Linked DNA regions of Mus musculus: regions 2 and 3 are each linked to region 1. A link is a contact called in public promoter capture Hi-C data. All regions are on one chromosome and are shown on one strand. Each heading gives the region's core, a stretch centred on a gene start, on an enhancer-like site or on the middle of the called end of the contact. The rest is flanking DNA. Distances are from core to core; before and after follow the strand shown.

What was found. Promoter capture Hi-C pulls out the DNA fragments that hold promoters and counts their contacts.
Region 2: a contact with region 1 is called in a promoter capture Hi-C map of liver, with 2.2 times the contacts expected there. The contact joins the promoter of Luc7l3 here to the promoter of Itga3 in region 1. A contact is called at or near these places in 1 of 39 promoter capture datasets (liver) and 1 of 115 datasets of contacts at active chromatin or transcription factors (pancreatic cancer cells).
Region 3: a promoter capture Hi-C map of liver shows a contact between it and region 1, with 2.3 times the contacts expected there. The contact joins the promoter of Phb here to the promoter of Itga3 in region 1. A contact is called at or near these places in 2 of 39 promoter capture datasets (hippocampal neurons and liver) and 2 of 115 datasets of contacts at active chromatin or transcription factors (both in bone marrow-derived macrophages).

The regions. Positions count from the first base shown.
Region 1 is chr11:95,075,091-95,079,024 of GRCm38.p6, reverse strand. Itga3 (integrin alpha 3) reads left to right here and starts at 2,311. Exons shown (of 26, transcript NM_013565.3): 1 at 2,311-2,894. The coding sequence starts at 2,689.
Region 2 is chr11:94,319,740-94,323,673 of GRCm38.p6, reverse strand. It overlaps Luc7l3 (LUC7-like 3 (S. cerevisiae)), which reads left to right and starts at 1,711. Exons shown (of 10, transcript NM_001361574.1): 1 at 1,711-1,984. The coding sequence starts at 1,886.
Region 3 is chr11:95,664,770-95,668,703 of GRCm38.p6, reverse strand. It overlaps Phb (prohibitin), which reads right to left and starts at 1,747. Exons shown (of 7, transcript NM_008831.4): 1 at 1,662-1,747; 2 at 553-667. The coding sequence starts at 640.

The sequences.
Region 1 (3,934 bases), core at 1,062-3,561:
TAGCTGGGGGATGGGAGCAAGGTGGGAGTCTGGGCAGATCCTAAAGCCACGCTCCTAACTTTACCTGGTTAAGGATGCTCGCTCCTCAGTAGCCAATATTCTGAGGCTGGCCTGAGCTACATGGCAGAAGTCATACCAGGCTGGCAAGATGCCTCAGCATATAAAGTGCTTGCTGTACAAGGCTGATGACCTGAGTTTGACCTCAGAAAGCATGTAAAAGTGGAAGAATCACCTAGCCCATGAGGTTGTCCTGACTTCCATATGCAGACTGAAGCATGTTCTATAGGCTGAGGGAGTGGTCTTTGCTGCCTATGGCTTACATCTCTGGGGGTTTTGGTATGTTTGTTGTTTTCCCCCCTCTGCCCAGAACACTACAATCTACTTTATCTCTTGGGACCGGTTCCATTCCTAAAGCAGACAAGCTTCTTATCGGGAGCTAAACAGCCGGGTAGTAAATATGCATTGGTTTGTACGCAAAGACAGAGGAACAAGGCTAGAAAGGTCATCAGATCTTCTGGTATTTGCAAAGCTAAAGGAAGATAGATTGTTTAGCAGTTACCATTTTAACCAGTTAGGCGGGGCATCTAGAATTTGCCAGGCCAAAAGGGAAGTAGAAAGTAATGGAAGAGGACACTCCCATAGGAGAGGCTCCGGTCACACCAAGTCTCAACAAAATCTGATTTGTCCTAAGGGTTAATCATTAGCATAATGGTTAAGAAGGGTTCTGGGGTTAGATACCGCACTATTAGAATCTTAGCTTTGTGGCTTTAGCCGAATAGCGTAACTTCCTTGAGCCTTGGTGTTCTCATCTTAAAAGCAGAGCTAATTCCCTGATGACTGGTGTAAGGATTTCATAATCGTAGACCCGCGCCTTCCGGTGGCTCACCTCTGCTTTCTCATCTTTCTATTTAACTCCAGGCTCATCTGGGCTGCTCCTGCATCAATGTGGCCACATGGGGCTGCAAAGATCTCAAACTTACTTTATGCAGGGAAAGCTGCTTGCTCCCCCTGGTCCCTCCAGGGCTGTGTCTGATGAAGAGACAGCTCTGCTCCCATATGTAAATAGAGAGACAGGTACAGACCTGGGTTTACATAGTGGTGGCAACGACAAACTGTCAGTAATTGTCATGAGCAAAAGGACATCCTGGTCTCTAAGGGCTGCACCTTTGAGTGTAAGAGATAAGATCAGCTGTGAGGAAATGATTGTACCTTCTAAGGTCACAATGTCTAGATAGGGAATCAGACACAGAATGAGCTGGTTCCTCAAACACCGGAGCAGAATCCCATTGGATGGGCTCATTTTCTGCTTTCCCTTTTCCTTAGACTGGTGGTTGTGTAGATGTGTGTGTATACACATATATACTTGTATACATGTATATTGCCTTGAAAAAGTAGTATTTGTAAAGCAGTTAGCATAGTGCCTGCTGCATGTGCTGTTCTTATTTAATTATAAAAACATGTAGAAAACGATGCTCAGGGAAAATGAGTCTTGTTCTGCATTAGGGGAAATCTGAGTTAGACCAAAACAACATTCCATACACTCTTGGAGTTCCCTAATTCTTCCTCGGATAGTGAGATCTTTGAGTCAAGCCCACCTGTCTCCACCCAGCATCACACCTGTGGGGGCTGAGGTCCCATTCACTGCTTCGAGACAAAGGCTGCCCTTTGCTAATTATTATTTCTGATGGGTTGTCATCACCACCACTAAATATCTGTCTGGCTTTGCGGAGGAGCCGCTTCCAGCAGGGAACAGGATGAGAGGAGGCGGGTGGGCAGGAGAAATACTCCTTCATACATAACATTGAGTGTACTTAGCACGAAGAAGTTAAGTCCGGAGACCCGCAGTCACCTCTTAGGGACTCACATCACTGCGGAGGTCCGCATTCCAGGCAGCCGAACACAGTCGACCGTTCTCCGAAGAGCCAACGCCTGGTTTGTCCAGCGGGGATCGCGGTGCTGGCGGTGCCTTGAACGGCCTTTCCAGTAGCAGCCGCCGCAAGCGCCAAGCAAATCCACCTCTGGCCCCGCCCGTCCAATCCGTCTTGTACCGAAGGCGACGCTCCTAGGAAGAAGCTCTCCGCTGGAAGGGGAAATCCGGGCTTTAAGGGTTCCCGACAGGTGTCTGAGAGAGAGGGCGGAGTCGCGATAGGAGAGATGGAGAGGGAGGGGCGGCGCTGCCCCTTTAAGAGGCGGCGGCCGAGCGGGGACCTTTTCTCTTTCCCCGGAAGGAAAGCGGAGCCCGGACTGGGCGCGCAAGGTGGGGAGGTGCGGGGCTGGGCGGTGGGGAGGCGGGGCGCGCTGGGGAGGATCCCTCCCTCCTGCCCTCCTGGTGATCGAGGGCTTGCCGTTCTAAATCCTCCACCTAGCCGAGGTCCAAAGAGCTAACACCTCCAAGGGGGCGCGGCCGGGACCATCTAGGGTGTGGGGTGCTCGGAGCTCGGAACGGTGACCCGTCCACCGAACCAACGTGAGAGTAGATCCACGGATCTGGAAAACGGATTGGAAAAGCACCCGGAGCAGACGTGAAAGTGACCCGGACTAGGGTAAAAAATTGCCTGACTACCGGTGCAGCGGCTCTGCGGGCTCGGGTGTCCTCTGGTGGCGCCTGGAGCAGGTGAACCGTTCATCACTCCCGGTGCTGAGCCCTCTAGCGATTTCGCCCGGCCCCTTACGGCCCGGCCCGCAGCCATGGGCCCCGGCCCCTGCCGCGTGCCCCGCGCCCCTGGCTGGCTGCTCCGCGCTCTGGCCTTGATGGTGGCGGCTTGCGGCCGGGTCGCCTTCGCCTTCAACCTGGACACCCGATTCCTGGTGGTGAAGGAGGCGGTGAACCCCGGTAGCCTCTTCGGCTACTCGGTCGCCCTCCATCGGCAGACTGAGCGACAACAGCGCTACCTGTAAGTCAGCCTGGCGGCGGTGAGGTGGGGTGCAGAGAGAGGGGTATGTGCGCGGATACCTGACCTAAGCTAAACTGGAGCCCTGGGCCCGCTGACTTCCAGGCCTGCTGCTGCTGGCCTTTCCTTGTGAGCCAGGATTAAGAGGGCGGGTAAGACGGCAGTTCTCCGATTGTGGGGCTTGGCGGCAAGTGGAGGAAGGGGGTGGGGGGAGGGGGGCAGTAATCATGGCAAGTGCTGACCTGGCCAGAACCTGTCTAGACGCGACCGCTCCACATTTCAGACATCTTCGGAAGTAGGGTCTTTGTTGCCCAGCACCCTGAGAATCCAGTACCTAACATTAGCTTCTTTCCCGGGCTAGGAGAACTCTGTATATTAAACACCTATTACATCGCTCTTCCCCTCCTCCTTGAAGAGAACCGAGAATATATGCGTTCAAATCCCTATTAGCCCTCTCATTTAGCCTGTGGCCAGAGCAGCCACGCCCTCTGCAGAACCAGGCTGGACCACACTTCTCAAGGGCTTGGCATTGCAGAGTGAGGTGATGAAGAGGCTGGGCATTCGGAGCTGTCCAGAGACTTCCTCTTGCCCCTAGAGGAACGGACAGTAGAAGACAGAGGAGGCGCTGTCTTCTACTCTGAGGCCAGAGCCCACCCGGAAGCAGTGGGGGTACTCCCACCAGACATCTCCCTGCATTCCACAGATTCATGTTGAATCAGCAGCCCTGAGTGTGTTTGTTTTGGTTTGAAGAGGGGAATGGTGTTTTCTCTTTTCTTCTGCTCTTTGCAACAGCTGCAAGAAGCGGGAAGAGCCCAGCAGAGTGGAGGAGGGGAGGAGATTGCATCCAGCCACCTGCCCCTCCCTGAGCACACTCATGCCCAACGGGTCATGTCCAGGTGTCTGAGGTTTCTCTGCATAGGTTCTGTGTGCTTAGGTTGGCTAGCTGAGGGAAGAGGGTGACCAGAGGTGGTGAAACTGCCCAGGAGGGACAGTGATGATCCATCATATAAGCCCCTCCTACCTTTTTGAGCTGGGTGGTCTGC
Region 2 (3,934 bases), core at 462-2,961, 750 kb after region 1:
GCATCTCTCCAGCCCTTAATTTTTTAAAAATTACATTCTATTTTATGTGCCAGTGTCTGTGTGTGTGGATCAGCCCGTGGAGGTCAGAGGACAGTTTTCGGGAGTTGGTTCTCTCCTTTCTCTGTGAGTCCGGGGGATGAAACTCTTGTCACATTCATCCAGCTTGTCCACAGATGTCTCTCAGCTTAGTCATCTCACTAGCCCCTGGGTTTTATTTTTTTTAAAAATTGTTTTAGACAGGAACTCACACAGCAACCCATGCTGGTCTGGAACAATAATCCTTCTGGCCAAGCCTCCCAAACAAGGGGATTATAGGCCCGGTCTGCTATTCCTAGCTGAATATGAATCTTGTTTTTGAGACAATGTCTCACTATGTAGCCCTGGCTGGCCTCGATCAACTTGCCTCTGGATTGCTAGGGATTAAAAGTTTGCAAGGCCGAATTAATACTTTTAAAGAAATTCCAGGGAGTTCACCACTCAGCATGAAGAACAGAGTTTAACCTCCAGCACATACATGTAAAACAGTGGTTTATAGCTGCAGTACTAAGGAAGCAGAAATAAAAGGATTCGTAGGGCTTTCAGGCTGACAGAGAGCTCACGTCCCAGTGAGACATTCTTTTTGAAAAAGGGTTTCTCTGTATAACAGCCATGGCTTTATACAGAAACTTGTTTTGTAGACCAGGCTGGCCTCAAACTTAGATATTCACCTGCCTTTGCCTCCCAAGTGTTAGCACTTAAGAGGCAGAAGCAGGTGAACCTCTTTAATTCATAAAATCCACCTGACTCTGCCTTCCCAGTGCCTTCCTAGATAAAAGGTATACGGTGACAGCAAGCCCAGCTAAGTTTTCCTAATCTTTTGAAAGTTTAGATTGAGGAGCAATGGTGGCACGTCCTAGCACTCATAAGGCTGAGACACGGGAATCTCTGTGAGTTCGAGGCCAGCCTGGTGAGTTCCAGAACAGCTAAAGTTACAGAGAAACCCTATCCCGAAAAACAAAACCAAAAACCAAACAAAGGTGGATAGTTCCTGAGTAATGGACTCCAGAGGGTAACCTCTGGTCTCCTCTATGATTCCCTGAACACACAGTAACACATTTGATACAAAGTGAAGGAAGATAAATTCCTGGATTGGAGGTATTACAACATAATTCCTCCACCGCATATAGTCTATTCCTTGATTTTCCTCCCTAAAAATCGAGGAAGTCCGGACAAAACCGGGTAGAAGAGTTGAGGATTTAACTCGCTGGTAGAGCGTTAAGCGTTAAGGTTCCCGGTTCAATCCCCAGCATCGAACTGGGTGGGTGTGGGAAGGGTGGAGGGTGCAGACATAAATAAGGACAGGTAGAGGAGGAAGAAACTACAGCGACAGGAAAATGGAGTCTGAGCACGATCGCAGCTCGCTCTTCTTGTTTCCCTCCCTGGAAGATGGTCCCCCGCACACCACGTGGACAAAGGGACATTTTCTCCGTTTCAGGGCAGTGGCAAAGGACCCAGAGCTAGATTGCTCTTTCTCCAAGTAAAAAAGAGGCCGACACCGGCAGCCGTTAGAGCGTCCACCGCTCCGTTGGGTGGAAGGCACGGCGGGGGCGGAGTCAGTGCCTGGCGGGGCTTTGCCCCGGGCCCGGGCCGGAGGTCCCGCCCCCTCGCCGGAGAAGCCGCGCTGCCCGCCCTCGCAGCCCGGGCCTAGGCGTGTCTCCACGGGCGCACGGCATGCTGGGAAGGTGCCCGGGCGGCGGCCATTTTGTCTTCTCGGCTCCTCTCTGGAAGAGGCTTTTCGAGCTTGAGAGTGGGCCGAGGGGGCTTGGTTCGGCGGCCGGGCGGCTGGTGGGGTTTTTTATCGGGTGGGTGCTAGGGCTGGCGTGAGCAGCCGCCCGGAGGAAGCACCATGATTTCTGCCGCGCAGTTGCTGGATGAGTTAATGGGCCGGGACCGAAACCTCGCCCCGGATGAGAAGCGCAGCAACGTGCGCTGGGACCACGAGAGCGTAAGTCCCGTGGGCCTCGGGCCTGTGCCCCGGGGACTGGGGGAGGGGGAGCTGAAGGGACCCGAGGGCGGGCCGAGGCTGGCCCGAGCGGGGTGCGGCGCGATTTGGGGGGACCTGGCCGCGCCGACTGAAGCACCTGACGGCGGAGGGAGGCGGGCGTGCGGCCCAGGACGGAGGGAGGATTCCGCGCCAATCCGGGGGATAGCGGCGTTTGTTGTTGTGTGGAGGAAGTCCGGGATGGCGCTTGGCTGGGCAGAAGAAGAAGCACCTTGGTGAGGCCGAGAAACGCGGGAAAAGGAAGAAGGAAGGGCTCGCTTGATTCCACCAGAGCTCCGGGGTTTTACCGTATGAATAAGAAAGCAGGCTTCCGTTATTTGGGTGCAGTCTGTCTGTCTGTCTGTCTGTCTATCTATCTATCTATCTATCTATCTAGAGTGTGTGAGTGTGTGTGTGTGTGTGTGTGTGTGTGTGTGTGTGAGAGAGTCGGGAGTCATATAGATAGATAGCCTGACTCCCGACCAGTATTCGTGGGGAAGGACATCGTAGCAGTGCATTGCTTAGGAGTGCTGCCATTTGGACACTTCTGTGAGAAGGTAGACAGTTGAAAGACGGAACGAGGTACAGTTTTATCATGAACAGTTTTTTGCTAATGCGGTTTGATGGCCGTTTGACGCGTGCTTGATGGCCGTAGTAGACCCTCAGCTAGGCAGTTGTGAAGGTTTTTGTTTTCACATAAACTCATTCGGTCCTTTTACTCTCTTAGAAAGGTTAACTATAACTCCTGGGTCGCAGGTGAGGCTAAAGCCTCTCTCTCTCTCTCTCTCTCTCTCTCTCTCTCTCTCTCTCTCTCGGTCTCTTGGTGATCGGGAAAGCTAAATCTAATTTTTGTAGCACTGTTGAGGTTGCACTGTTCTTCGTGCATATACTGTACTGTATTTCAAGTACTTTTTATCTAGTTTTGTACGTGGAGCACACTGTCTTAGATCTGAACTGGAGAGTGGGTACACTTGATTTTACCTTGCAGTTATAATCAAACAGCAGTTTTAAATCACTTGATAAAATATGAGAAAATGGCTCAACAAAAGCTTTGTTTTGTTTCTGTTTTTGAGGCAGTGTTTTACTCTGTAAGCAGGTGGTTCTCGAACTTGAAATCCTCACTCCGCTTCCAGAGTGCTGGGATTACATCGTTGCCACGATTGGCTAACAGGCTTTTTAGGAAAGTAAATTATGTATTTTTTTAAATCTATTTATTTATTATATGTAAGCACACTGTAGCTGTCTTTAGACACACCAGAAAAGGGCATCAGATCTCATTACAGATGGTTGTGAACCACCATGTGGTTGCTGGGATTTGAACTCAGGACCACCAGAAGAGCAGTCAGACCTCTTCCCCACAGAGCCATCTCACCAGCTCAGTATGCGTTGTTTTTAAACACATGGTTTGAGTGAAGTAACAATTTCTCTTTTGACATATAGAAAAAAAGTAAAGTGGGGTACCTAATTTCTGTATGTTTAAAAAAAAGTGTTCAGAGCTAATAGCAGGAGCCTTCAGTCCTAACACTTGAGGCAGATGCAGGCGGGATTCCTGTAAATTCCAGGCTAGCCTGGTCTACTTCACACTCACAGTTAGGGCTCCACAGAGAAACTCTTATCTCCAAAAACAACAACAACCCCACCCCCAAAAAAACCCCCCAAAACCAAAAGAAGTGTATGGCTAAAGTTGTATGGAAGTGGTGCCTGACTTCAAGTATGTTCTTAGGGTAGAGTTTATGGTGTTATTAGTTACATTGATTCATTGCAGCATGTGAATCTCCTGACGTTCATTGTCCTTCTGTTGCCTACTTATGTCTTGACCTTCTGCTGGTTTTTTTTTTGCTTCTGTCTCAGTGAACTTTCTCTTCTCACCCCACTTAACTCTTCAATCTAAGCATTTTGTTTGTTTTGTTTCTT
Region 3 (3,934 bases), core at 498-2,997, 590 kb before region 1:
GGGGATGTTAAAAGACCCTATTACAGGGGCTGCCTATGACCATCGGAAAACAAAATTTACGATTCATAAAAGTAGCAAATCACAGTTATAAATCAGCAAGGAAAAGAACTGTATGGTGGTGGAGGTGTATCACCACAATAGTGAGAAACTACTAAATGTTCCAAGCATCAGAAGGCTGAGAACCCCTGCCTAAGTGATCATAGGCCTCTGATGACTCACAACCAGTATGTGGGGTAGCAGGTGAGTCCCCCTTAACCTCACACACCTTCAGACAGCAGCTAGCATCAGGAATGTCAAATGGGCTGTAGAGATGGCAAAGCGGTTAAGAGCACTGACTGCTCTTCCAGAGGTCCTGATTTCAATTCCCAGCAACCACATGGTGGCTCACAACCATCTGTAATGGGATTCAATGCCCTCTGCTGGTGGGTCTGAAGACAGCGACAGTGTACTCATATAAATAAAATAAATAAATCTTTTTTTTTTTTTAAAAGGAATGACACATGGGCTATGCAGATCAACAGAAACTATGCAGAAAGCTCTTCCGCGCCTCACCATTATACAAAGCAGAGTTCACCACGCCTCCTGCAACTGCCAACGCCAGGCCGAACTTTCCAATGGACTCAAACACTTTGGCAGCCATGACTCCTTCTGTTGCTTCCACTCACACCTAAACACGGGGTAAACATAAAACACTTTGACACCAGATTCTCAGAGAAAGCCCGCTCTGAGGCACAGAGTTCATGTCTCAACATACATTTTCATATGTCTACACCTGTGGGCCCAAACTCACTCACTGAACGCCCCATAACACTGACCACCTTGCAAACTGTAGATCATGTCTGCGTTTGTGGACGTGTTTCTTTACAACCATTCAGAGAAAGAGTCTGCGACACTTGGCTCAGCGTAGGAACGGTGCTTTGTACCCACGAGGAACTTAGTACACAGAAAAACCACACTCCCTTTTCCTAGACCAATAGGCCACAAGCGAGACCGGTGCTACACGGCTGAAGCCAACAACAAAAAGGGCAATTTCTGTTAACATTTAAGTTACACGGTCTCCGACAGCCTTGTTTAACCTTCAGTTACTTTATGAAGGTTATGACTGCTGAAGTGCATAGAGAGGTTATACTCTTAAGTAGTAGAACCAGGGTTAGAATGAGAAGACCGAATTCTAGAAGACATTGTAGAACTCCTCCCCATACCAGTTAATAGGAAAGCAGGGGCTGGCAGGGGTGCAGCGAGGCAGAGCGGTGAAGGACTGGAGGTGGGGCTGCGGCGGGACGGGTGGGGGCACGTAGCTGACAAACTAGAAACCAGTTAGCCTTGAACTTTTTAATGTCCCGCCCCTGCGTCACCCTTGGTACAATCCTCAAACTCGCCCTCCCCTTTCTCAGACTTCAACTGCTTGTGTATCGGGATTTCTCCATGCACATTTATCCTCTGTCTCTGACATCCAGCTCTTTTTACTCCACCAGCTTCTGGATTTTTCCTCATCCTGTCCCCTCCCCTTGCACATTCCTAACTCCTTCTGGACCGAGATTTCCCCCTTCTCCACTAGGCGTACCCACACATGCATCCCATGCCCTCATTGTACATAGGAAAGCAGAGGCAGGCTACAGGGACATAGGACCAGAGGCCTCTACCGCTCCTACCACGCTTACCTGCTTTCACTCTGACCTCCACATGAATTCCCCAGCTCCGGATACTGCGCGTGCGCCAGGCAGCTCCTCCCCCCCCCCCGACCCCCGCCTCTTCAAGATCCGACCCTTCAATTGGTGAAGCCGAGCGACGTGCATTCTGGGAAACGTGTTTTGCAGTCTTCCGCGGGCTCTGTGGCTTTAATGAGGTCAACTACAACTCCCAAAAGATCATGCAGCAACGGGCTCTTTCAGGAAACCCGTTTCTGACTGGTGAGAACGGATGGGATGTTGCCGCAAAGCCTTTCGGGAGTTGTAGTTCCTTGGTAATATATGCACGTGCCTATTCCTCAAGGAGGTGGTTCCAGAAGCCGGAAGCAGACTGGATCGGAAAGGAGTTGGGCTTCCACTTGGTAGAGGAAATCACAAGGTGGTGAAGGAATGGGTGGGCATTTTGGATAAAGGTGAGGTAAAATAATTCATGCACTGAGAGACTGCTAGGGAAGTTAAGGACAGCCCTCAGGGACGTAAGATGTTGATCTTCCAAGCCACTCCATAACCTTAAAAACGGCTTAGAAAGAAGAGGAAGGGAGTCGGTCATTCAGGTCTTGCAATACTTCAGTAAAGGCTCTTGATTTAGGGTCTAAATCTCTGGGCATCTTTTTTTCCAAGTTATATTCGAGGAATTGCAAAAAAGGGACGGAGATCATGTGTATGGCTTCTCAAGTTCACCTGTTGTCAACAATTTGCGTATTTGTTGTTGTTTTTGTTCCATCTCCTCGCCTCCCTCCACTTTTCTCTTTCTCCTACTATTCTCTAAGATCAAGGATATCTATCCTCTTACTTTTTGTTTTGTTTTGTTTTTTGTTTTTGTTTGTTTGTTTGTTTTCGAGACAGGGTTTCTCTGTGTAGCCCTAGCTGTCCTGGAACTCACTCTATAGACCAGGCTGGCCTCGAATTCAGAAATCCGCCTGCCTCTGGCTCCCAAGTGCTGGGATTAAAGCGTCCGCCACCACGCCCGGCTACTATCCTTTTACTTAAGTAAATATTATCCATGTCTGCATTCCAATTTTGCCAATTAAGCAAATAGTGACTTTTATAGCATTCCTCTCCATGACACAAATCTAAAATGAAGTAGTTTATTTTTTTGGGCTTGTTGCTCCCGAAATACAAACTCTCCTGAGAATATCTGTAAAGAACATGAAAACCCCTGGCACTGTGGCGCAATGGATAGTGCATTGGACTTCTAAGAAAGACCTGCTCCTTATTCTTAGCTTAACTTTTATTTAAAAGATAAAATGCAATTTTAAATTTGCAATCGGTATTTATTTCTTATTAAAATATAAGAAGCCAGATATACATTTAAAAGAAAGGAAGAAAGAAAACGAACGAACGAACATGAAAGCAAGCTAGGTGCAGTGGTGCACGACTTCAATCCCAGCACCCAGGAGGCAGAAGCAGGTGGCATCTGAGAGAGAGAGAGAGAGGGAGAGAGGGAGAGAGAGAGAGAATGTGAAGACACAAGGAAGACTATTGGGGTGGAAGAGAGACTGGAAGGGCCTGGGGAGGGTAAATAAGGTGGTGAATATAAGTGAAATACTTAAAATTAATAAAACAAATACATTTTGTTAGAAAAAAAAAAGTGTGATGGCCGGGCAGTGGTGGTGCATGCCTTTAATCCCAGCACTTGGGAGGCAGAGGCAGGTAGATTTCTGAGTTTGAGGCCAGCCTGGTCTACAGAGTGAGTTCCAAGACAGCCAGGACGACACACAGAGAAAGGTCTCGAAAAACCAAAAAAAAAAAGTGTGAATGATGTTACATAACTCAAATGGGCAAGAATCAATCAACATACGAAGAGCTTTCCCTCCTAATAAACGATTAAATAGGTGAACCACAGATTTTGAAACTTAGTGTTTGCAAGGGTTGTTGGCTTCACAAAGGAAGAGAAGGAGGGCACAGCAAGTGAAATTGCTGAGGCAGAACACTTGCCTACAGTGCGCTAGGTCTTCAGTTCCAACCTCAGCACTGTAAAACAAAACAGTACTTATAAAATATTCAAAATGGGCAGAGGGCTGGAGAGGTGGCTGGTTGGCTGTTAAAATCAGTGGTGCTCTTCCTGAGAACCTAAGCCTGGTTTCCAGCACATGGCAGGTGACTCTCAGAGACCTGTGACTCCAGTTCCAGGGGATCCAATGCCCTCTTCTCCCCTCTGGAGCACCAACACACATGTGGTGTGGCACACACACACACACACACACACACACACACAAACCATAAAAAATTCAGAATATAAGCCG